Linked DNA regions of Mus musculus: region 1 is linked to region 2. A link is a contact called in public HiChIP or PLAC-seq data. All regions are on one chromosome and are shown on one strand. The core of a region is the stretch at or near the end of the contact, and the rest is flanking DNA. Distances in the headings are between cores, read along the strand shown.

Region 1 (4,243 bases), core at 1,341-3,840, 49 kb after region 2:
TAAGAACACCAACTGCTCTTCCGAAGGTCCTGAGTTGAAATCCCAGCAACCACATGGTGGCTCACAACTATCCTTAACGAGATCTGACTCCTCTTCTGGAGTGTCTGAAGACAGCTACAGTGTACTTACATATAATAAATAAATAAATAAATAAATAAATAAATAAATAAATAAATCTTTAAAAAATATGAGTCTGGTCCTATTTTTCATTCTGTAGTTGTGATTAAAACAACAATAACAACAACAACAAACATACTGACCAAAAGCAACTGCGGGGAGAAAGGATTTATTTCAATTACAGTTCCAGGAAGTGAGGGAAGGAACTGTAGCTCAGGAAGGCAGCTGGTCACATTGTTTCCACAGTTAACACCAAGAGAAAGAAAGGAACCCATGCTGCCTCCTCTGTCTAGCCTTCCCCGAGCTTACACTGTTCAGGACTCCCTGCCTAGAGAAGAGTGCAGCCCACAGGACTGGCTACTTCCGCATCAATTAATGAGCAAGTCAATTTTCTACAGACATGGCCCCCGGGCCAATGAGATCTAGGCAGTCTGTCTGTTGAGACCCCTTCTCGGATGATTCTAACCTGTGTCGAAGTGACATTTAACACAAGCCAAAGCCTTGTATAGACAACAGAAGTTGCACAATTCTGTGGACAAAGTGGAAAGGCACCCCCTCCATGTTGGCCATTTTTGCACATCAGACTAAATTGCAGATTAAAGTTATTTAGCGGTTGGATGTGTAGCTTGGTGGGAGGAGATATGGCAGTTGTCAAGTGCCAGGCCCAGTGCCAAGAAAAAAATGTGTGTGCACACAACATGTACACATTTTCTTGTTATTCCATGAAGAATGAGGCATCACAGCTTGAAAAAAATTTTATTTTAAAGCTGGGTGTCATTGTGCATACCTTTAATCCCAGCCTAGGAGGCAGAGGCAGGTGACTCTTTATGAGTTCAAGGCCAGCTTAGTCTACCTAGTAAGTTCCAGGACAGCCAGGGCTATGTAGAGATCCTGTCTCAAACAACCAACCAACCAATAAATAAATACATCTTTTAGATTTACTAATATGTATGGGGATGTTTTGCTTGCATGTATGTATGTGCACCGCGTGTGTGTGCCTGCTGCTCTTGGAGGCTAGAAGAGAGAGTCAGATCCCCTGGAAATGTAGGTACAGATGATTGTGAGCCACTAGTGGCTTCTGCAAGAACTCCAAGGGCTCTTAACCACTGAGCCATCTCTCCATATCCCCAAACTTCTGTTTGCCTAACATGAACAACTAGGTGTTCTAAGTATTCTAGATGTGATCTAGCACTCTAAAATGACGTCAGGAGCCTACCTGGCACTGGCCCATCTTATTCATTCCCTTGGTGGGGGAGGAGCAACTAACATCAAAACGCATGCGCCCAGGCGGTGGCCTAGACAGGTGCTTCTCTCCTTAGGTTCAAGAGCCCTCTCTAAACCGGGAGAGGTGGCGCACGCCTTAATCTCAGCACTCGCACTCCGGAGGCAGAGGCAGGTGGATTTCTGAGTTCGAGGCGAGGCCAGCCTGGTCTACAAAGTGAGTGCCAGGGCTATTCAGAGAAACCCTGTCTCGAAAAACAAGCAAGCAAGCAAACAAGCAAACAAACAAACAAAAGAGCCCTCTAAAAAGTCCTCTTGCTAGGCGACCCGGGCTGTAGAACTCTCCAAAACCCATGGCAGGCGCAGTTCTCCCAGTGCCATCACTTAAGCGTCCTCGTGGAACGGGAAGCCATAGAACAACCCGAACCCAAACTTGGCGAATGTGGCCCAGGGTATCCTGCTTCCCTCCCTACTCACACGGAGAGGCCGCTCTTCCAGTGGGGTTTTCCTAGGACTATGACGCTCCCGCACAGACCGCCTGGCCACTCGATCAGTGTGTGGCAGTGACGTGGGAAACTCTCCGCAGGTGTACAGCCCTAGGTCTCGCGCCCTCCCCCGCCCCAACTGGGTCCCGCACAAGGAGGAGAACCCGCTCTCCCACGACTCCGCCACCCCGCACGACACTACTTCAATATTTACCCTCACCCCGGCACCAGTGCCCCAAAGAACAATTTGCGAAACAGCGGTCTCCATCCAAAACTGGGGAAATCGATGACCCAGTTTTGTCTCTAGCGCGTCACCCTAGAACCCGGCTCCACGTTCAGAGACTAGCAGTCGTGGGACCTGAGGCCACGTGGGTGCTCAGCATAGGGCTGCGGGGAGGTCGATACTAGCGGGAAGAGGGCAATGGACGCAGGTGGCATCGAGGTGGAGGGACAAGTCAGGACGCCCCGGTGGGAGCACGGGGACCTTAGCGAGCTGCGCGTCAGGCACCGGGCTCACGAGCTGCGCGTCCAGGTACAGAGGAAGCCAAGTCCGTGCCCAGGGATGGGGAGTGCCCGCGGGCTACCGAACCGCAGCGAGGATCTCGCTGTGTGCGCGGCGTGGGAGTCAGTGCGGCCGGAGCTCACCTAGACTCGGACGCGGGAAAACGGCTCGGCCTGTGCTAGGATGGAGAGCACGCTCGGACAGGATCCCAGCTCAGATCCCAGGGAAGGGTGGCGGGTCTAGAACCAACCCAGCCACACACAACAGGCTTCGGCGATTGGCCCGGCGCCGGGGGGCGGAGGGCCGACACCCGCCAATCCTGGGCCGCAGAACGGCCTCCCACTCACCCCGCCCCCCCACACCCCTTCCCCTCTCCACCCCCACTCTGGCTCCGCCAAGCTCGGCTGGACGCCGGGCCTCCACAGCGGGGTGTCTGCTTGCTCTGGGAGTTGTGCTCAAAAGCTCGAAAGGAGAAGTTCTGCCGTCTAACACGTGTTTGTCGTGAGGCACACGACACGGAGGGGCCCCAGGTCTGTGCCCAAAGGTCTGTACCTTGCGGCACAGCCTGGCTAAGTGTCAGGGAACCTCGTTTCCCAGGACCCGATCCTCTCGAGGACGTGGAGCTTCCTAGCTTGGCAGGCTCGAGTCACACATCACTATTCTGAACGGCAGGACCTGACGCTCAAAGAGCCCAGAGTTCTTCCAAGCAACTGGCCTGAGAGGCCTGGGTCAGTGGTGTCACTGGAAGGGCGCCCCCAATATCGATATCTGTAGGAGGTTAAAAATGGGCGTGACGTATGACGTGATGGTGCCTGCAATCCCAGCATTTGGACTCGAGAGAAGTGAATCTCAAGTTTGAGTGCGAGGCCAACCTGGGCTACATAAAGAGACCTGGAAGCGGGGAGGGGGGAGGTGTCTCTCTCCATCTCTCCGGCCCTGAGTTTAGCTTGGTGAAATATGGTGAGCTCCAACTTCTGATCTTCCTGCCACCTCAGACCTGGGACTGCAGATCTGGGTCACCATACACAGCCGAATGTAGCATTTGATTAGAAGGGCCACATCTTGTTCCAGTGAGAAATCTTCTGGGCTGGAAAGTGTACGCCCTAGGGCAAGAGCCAGGGTCTGAGAAACCTGCTGCCAAGCTGGAAGGAGAGCCTGTTTGTTAGGGAGCCAGTTACTATGCTGAGTTGTTTTGCTTCCCAGTGTATCTTATTTTGTCATACCAAGGGCAAGAACACTAACAGCAATTCCCAGGGATCCTTCTCTCAAGATCCCAAATGTCTGGCCAGGTCTTAGGAGATATGATAAACGTACATTAGTGGTGGAAGTGACTTAAAGCCACGGTTACGGTGCCCTTAAGAGAAGACGAGAATTTGAATGGAGAAACAACCCTATGAAGATGCAGGCAGGCATTGGAGTTACTGTAGACACACAAGCTGCCAGGACTGCTTGGCCCTGGCTGGCTGCCACCTCCAACAAAGAAGAGGAGGACTAAAGAAATGACACCCCACCCCCAGCCCCGGTCTCCAGCATCCTGGAAACACACACACACACACACACACACACACACACACACACACACACACGTTTGCAATTCTGTCCCATACAAGTATTTCCATTTTAAATCAAGTTTCTGAGAAGTTTCTTTTTTCTTTTCTTTTCTTTTCTTTTTTTTTTTTTTTTTTTTTTTTTGGGTTTTTGAGACAGGGTTTCTCTGTGTAGCCCTGGCTGTCCTGGAACTCACTCTGTAGACCAGGCTGGCCTCGAACTCAGAAATCTACCTGTCTCTGCCTCCCGAGTGCTGGGATTAAAGGCGTGCGCCACCATGCCCGGCTCTTCGTTTTATTTAAAATTGAAATTTTTGAACTCATTTCAGACAGCTTGAAAAATGGCAGGAAGAGTGTTTGGTTTCGAACCC
Region 2 (4,350 bases), core at 779-3,278:
CACACCCAGCACGGGGAGGCTGTTTTTTTTTTTTTTTTTTTTTTAAATAATGCAAATCTAATAATATATCTCTTCCCTGAGGCCTGAAATGCTTGTCAGGCAAGATCCAAACTGCCCTAGCACGCATGCTAGACCATTAGGCCACCTTTCATCTCCAGACTATCAGGAATCTCTGCCTAGAGGCTCTGCCTCTGGCTGCTCCAGCTGCCCACCCTCCCGCCTTGTCCTTTAGGTCTTTGTTCAGACTAGTCTTCCACCTGTCTTCTGTGTATATCCTATACCAGACAGAATGGTGGCAGCCTCCTGCAGTAGGGCCAGGTGCTCTTTCAGGGACACTCCATGTCCCTCCCCCATGTGGACAGTCACACCATCCTGGAATGCTTTTTTTTTTTTTAACATTTTTTTTCTTTTTCTTTTTTTCCCCGAGACAGGGTTTCTCTGTATAGCCCTGGCTGTCCTGGAACTTACTCTGTAGACCAGGCTGGCCTCGAACTCAGAAATCCACCTGCCTCTGCCTGAATGCTTTTTTTTTTTTTTTTTTTTTTAAGTGTTGTATTTATTTTATGTGCATTGGTGTTTTGTCTGCATGTATGTCTGCGTGAGAATGTCAGATCTTAGAGTTACAGGCAGTTGTGAACTGCCATGTGGGTGCTGGGAATTGAACGCTAGTCCTTTGGAAGATCAGTCAGTATTTTTTTTAGCTTCTGAGCCAGCTCTCCAGCCCCTGTGATTTTTTTTTTATACACACCATCAGGCCATCTTTAAAAGGATTGTGTTTGTTTAGGCTTTCATTGCATATTTGTTTATTTAATTTTCTGAGGTCATATCTCACTGAATAGCCCTGGCTTGCCTGGTGTTCACTGTGTAGACCAGGCTGGCCTTAAACTCACAGTAATCCACCTGCCTCTGCCCTTGAGTGCTGGGATTAAAAGTGTGAGCCACCTTGTCTGGCTAGTTGCTTCATTATTATTTTAAGAATATGTATGTGTGTGAGCCTGTGTGAGTTGATATGTTCCATACCTGTGGAGGAACCCTCAGAGGCCAGAAGTGGGTGTTGGGTCCCCTAGAACTGTAGTTAACAGGTGCTTGGGAGCCCTGGGGGTGCTTAGGAACCAAAAGCAGGTTCTGTGGAAGAATAGCCAGCGAGTGTTCTTCGCTCTCTAGCCCCCAGGTTGCCTTGTTTTTTGAAAGTAAAAAAAAAAAAAGAGAGAATTCTCCAAGTATGTTGTGCCATCTCTAAAGGCAACAGGATGGATGTCCTTCTGGACTGCTGGAGAGCATTCTGGGGGACAGCATTGGGGGTGGGGCTCCTGGCTGGTGCTCCTTCAGGATGTGTGGAGACAGGGTGGCCTCTAAGGACAGTTTGACTCTTATGTCAGTAAGTTTCGGGGGGAGGGGTAACCAATATTTCATTAAGGACTTAAATACATTTTATCTAAGAGGCAGGTACATAGCTTATTTACCACAGTGAAAATGTTACAACCTAGTAAACACAGCTGGCCTTTACTTTCTAGATAAAGTGCCCTTTGTTTAAAATTGTATGTTGGGGTAGAAGAGATGGCTCACTGGTTAGGAGCTCATACTGTTCTTACAGAGGGCTGAAGTTTGCTTCCTAGAACCTCACACTATGGTTCACAACCACCTATCACACCGCGCATGTGTGTGTGTGTGTGTGTGTGTGTGTGTGTGTGTGTGTGTGTGTACGTGAGTGTATGCTGGGGGTCAGAGCTAGGAAGGAAGTTGCACATGACCTATATCCCCAGCCCATGTTCACATTTGCATAATGGCACAGGGTTCCGTGTGGGAGAACTTGAACCTGAGTGTTTTGTATATGAATATAAGAAGAACAGACCTGCTGTTCACCCTCTCGCCAAGTCACTCACTGGGAGCTGTGTGGCTAGAAGAGTCAGCTTCTACTGTGTAGTGCCTGTCAGCCATGCACACTGACAGCTTCCAAGTCCTCTCACTTCCTAATACACGTGCCCTTTGTGCTGTCTGCTCTTAGACATTCGAGAAAGAGTCCAAGGGTTGCTGCTCTTGGTGGTGTGTTGTTATTGGCAGTTCTGTAATCGTCCAGTTCAGTGTTAGCAGCACTGTTTATGTATTCTGTAACAGAACTTCGTCTTTTACAGATGCAGGTGGTCACGGAGTTAAAAACAGAGCAAGATCCCAACTGCTCTGACCCAGATGCAGAAGGAGTGAGTCCTCCTCCCATCGAGTCTCAGACCCCAATGGATGCCGACAAGCAGGCCATTTATAGGTAGTGCCTGGGTGTGGACTGTGTGGTTTTCAGAGGACTAGAGAGGATGCACACGTGTGAAGTGGAAGTCAGAGCTGGGATCTAGACTGACACTTTCCAGGTTGAGATGGTACTTCTAATAATAAAAGAATAATAATATAAACCTGAATTTGGGTAACCTTTCAGGAAATCTTCAGGCAAATCATGGTGGTGCACATTTAGAATCTCAGCACTGGGGAGAGGCAGTTCCAGACCAGTCTGGACTACATAATAAGACTCTAAGAGGGAAAGTGGGGTAGAGCTGGCTCAGCAAGGCAAGCACTTACCATGCAAATGAGATGACCTGAGCTTGACTCCGAACCCACAGAGAGTGAGGAGAACGCCACAGTTTTGTCCTCTGACCTTCACATAGCTGCGCAGTTGTAGAAACTGTCGTTTTGTTCTCTTGACCTCAACTCCTCAGGTATCTCCTGAGAGAGCACTCACTTCAGTTATGTAGTATCTTTTCTTGACTGGCTCCCTTCACATCAAATGTTTTAAACAGGACTGTAATATAGAGTCTGCTGGGACTTTCTTCCTCTTTGAGGCTGAACCACTATTCCACTGTTTATATACTACATTTGTCTATCAGCAGATACTTGAGCACTTGGGTTTAGGTTGCCTCATACTTTTTGAGTTAGGATCTCTCTGTAGGCCTGGCCTGTTCTGGAACTCACTACATAGATAAAGCTGGCCTTGAACTCACAACGATCCTCCTGCCTCTGCCTCCCAAGTGTGCCACGCACCTGGCCGTGCTTCCTCCCTTTGACAGTAGTGCACTGTGACACTGTGAGCACAGGTATGTAGATGTATAGCTAGCTGTACACAGCACAGTGTGTTAGAAGCTTCACTCTTGATCTTCACACTAGAAACAGCCTGGGCCCACTGAAAGGAAGGCATGTGGCTGCACACACGTGTTCACATGAGCCCCAGCTATCGGAAGCCCTTCTCCAAAGGCTTGCATTTTGCATAATTGCTTTTCCATTACACCAAGAGAAAACTTGATGATGGTAACCCCTGCTGGGACCAGGGCTTCCAGCGTGGTGCTCAAAGGGACAGCAGGAAGGACTGGGAGTCCTGGAGCTGCTCTGTGTCCTGTTTGTAGGGATGGCTAGACACACATGGAAGGATGTAAGCACCAAAACGACCCATTTTATTGTTGGGTAGTTCACAATAAAGATTGGAATCCAGGCACGGTATAGTCTGTGCTCTAATCCCAGGCCTTGGAAGGCTGGGACTACAGGAGTAAGAATCAAGGCCAGCCTGGACTATGTAATGAGACAAATAGAACATAGAACAAATAACAAGAAAAAAATTAATGAAAAGATTAGGAGTTTTAGGCTGGGCGTGGTGGCAGTACTTGGGAGGCAGAGGCAGGCGGATTTCTGAGTCTACAGCCTGGTCTACAGAGTGAGTTCCAGGACAGCCAGGGATACATAGAAAAACACTGTCTTGAAAAACAAAAACAACCAAAAAAAAAAAGATTAGGAGTTTTGAAAAAATATTTTCATATAGTGTAGAACTAACCCAATTAAAAATATTTCGTTTCCACTCAGAGTAGCCATACCATAAACAAATTAAAAAACAAGTAACAACAAGTAACGGATGGGTTAAGAGAGATGGCTCAGTAGGGTGGAGATGGGCTGTTCTTCCAGAGGACCCGAGAGATCTGCTACTCTCTCCTGGCCTCCATGGGTACCAGGCATGTACATAGTGTATACACACACACACACACACACACACACACACACACACACACGGAATAAAAATTTAAAAGAATATATAGAAATAAGTAACGGGCAAAAACCATTCATACAGGCCAGACAATGCATATCTGTAACTCCAGGGACTTGAGGCTGAGGCAGGAGAGCCTTGAATTAGAAGCCAACCTGACTGAATAAAGGACCCCCGTGTCAGAGTGGGGAGAGGCCCATTGGTGCACACATCCCAGAGTGTTCTGGAGAGATGTGGCACACCCTCGCTGTGTTTCCCCACAGGCATCCACTATTTCCGTTGCTAGCTTTGTTGTTTGAGAAGTGTGAGCAGTCCACACAGGGCTCAGAAGGCACGAC

What was found. HiChIP or PLAC-seq counts read pairs in DNA pulled down with a chosen protein or histone mark.
Region 1: a contact with region 2 is called in an H3K4me3 HiChIP or PLAC-seq map of embryonic stem cells, with 44 read pairs. The contact joins the promoter of Cbs here to the enhancer-like site in region 2. A contact is called at or near these places in 7 of 39 promoter capture datasets (the 3T3-L1 cell line, 3T3-L1-derived adipocytes, the C10 cell line and 3 more), 23 of 484 Hi-C or Micro-C datasets (the G1E-ER4 cell line, the MNK3 cell line, the NIH/3T3 cell line and 13 more), 9 of 115 datasets of contacts at active chromatin or transcription factors (the HPC-7 cell line, double positive thymocytes, embryonic fibroblasts and 4 more) and 4 of 9 other capture datasets (adipose tissue, embryonic stem cells, liver and 1 more).

Annotation. Positions count from the first base shown.
Region 1 is chr17:31,634,615-31,638,857 of GRCm38.p6, forward strand. It overlaps Cbs (cystathionine beta-synthase), which reads right to left and starts at 2,591. Exons shown (of 17, transcript NM_144855.3): 1 at 2,469-2,591.
Region 2 is chr17:31,586,328-31,590,677 of GRCm38.p6, forward strand. Pknox1 (Pbx/knotted 1 homeobox) reads left to right here. Exons shown (of 11, transcript NM_016670.3): 3 at 2,133-2,260; 4 at 4,276-4,350. Among named protein-coding and RNA genes, the nearest start is that of Pknox1, 24 kb to the left of the region's middle. Within about 2 kb of position 2,029, at least 10 of the 459 cell types and tissues checked have an H3K27ac peak or open chromatin away from gene starts, as enhancers often do. A contact at or near this core is called in embryonic stem cells and liver, where this site is marked.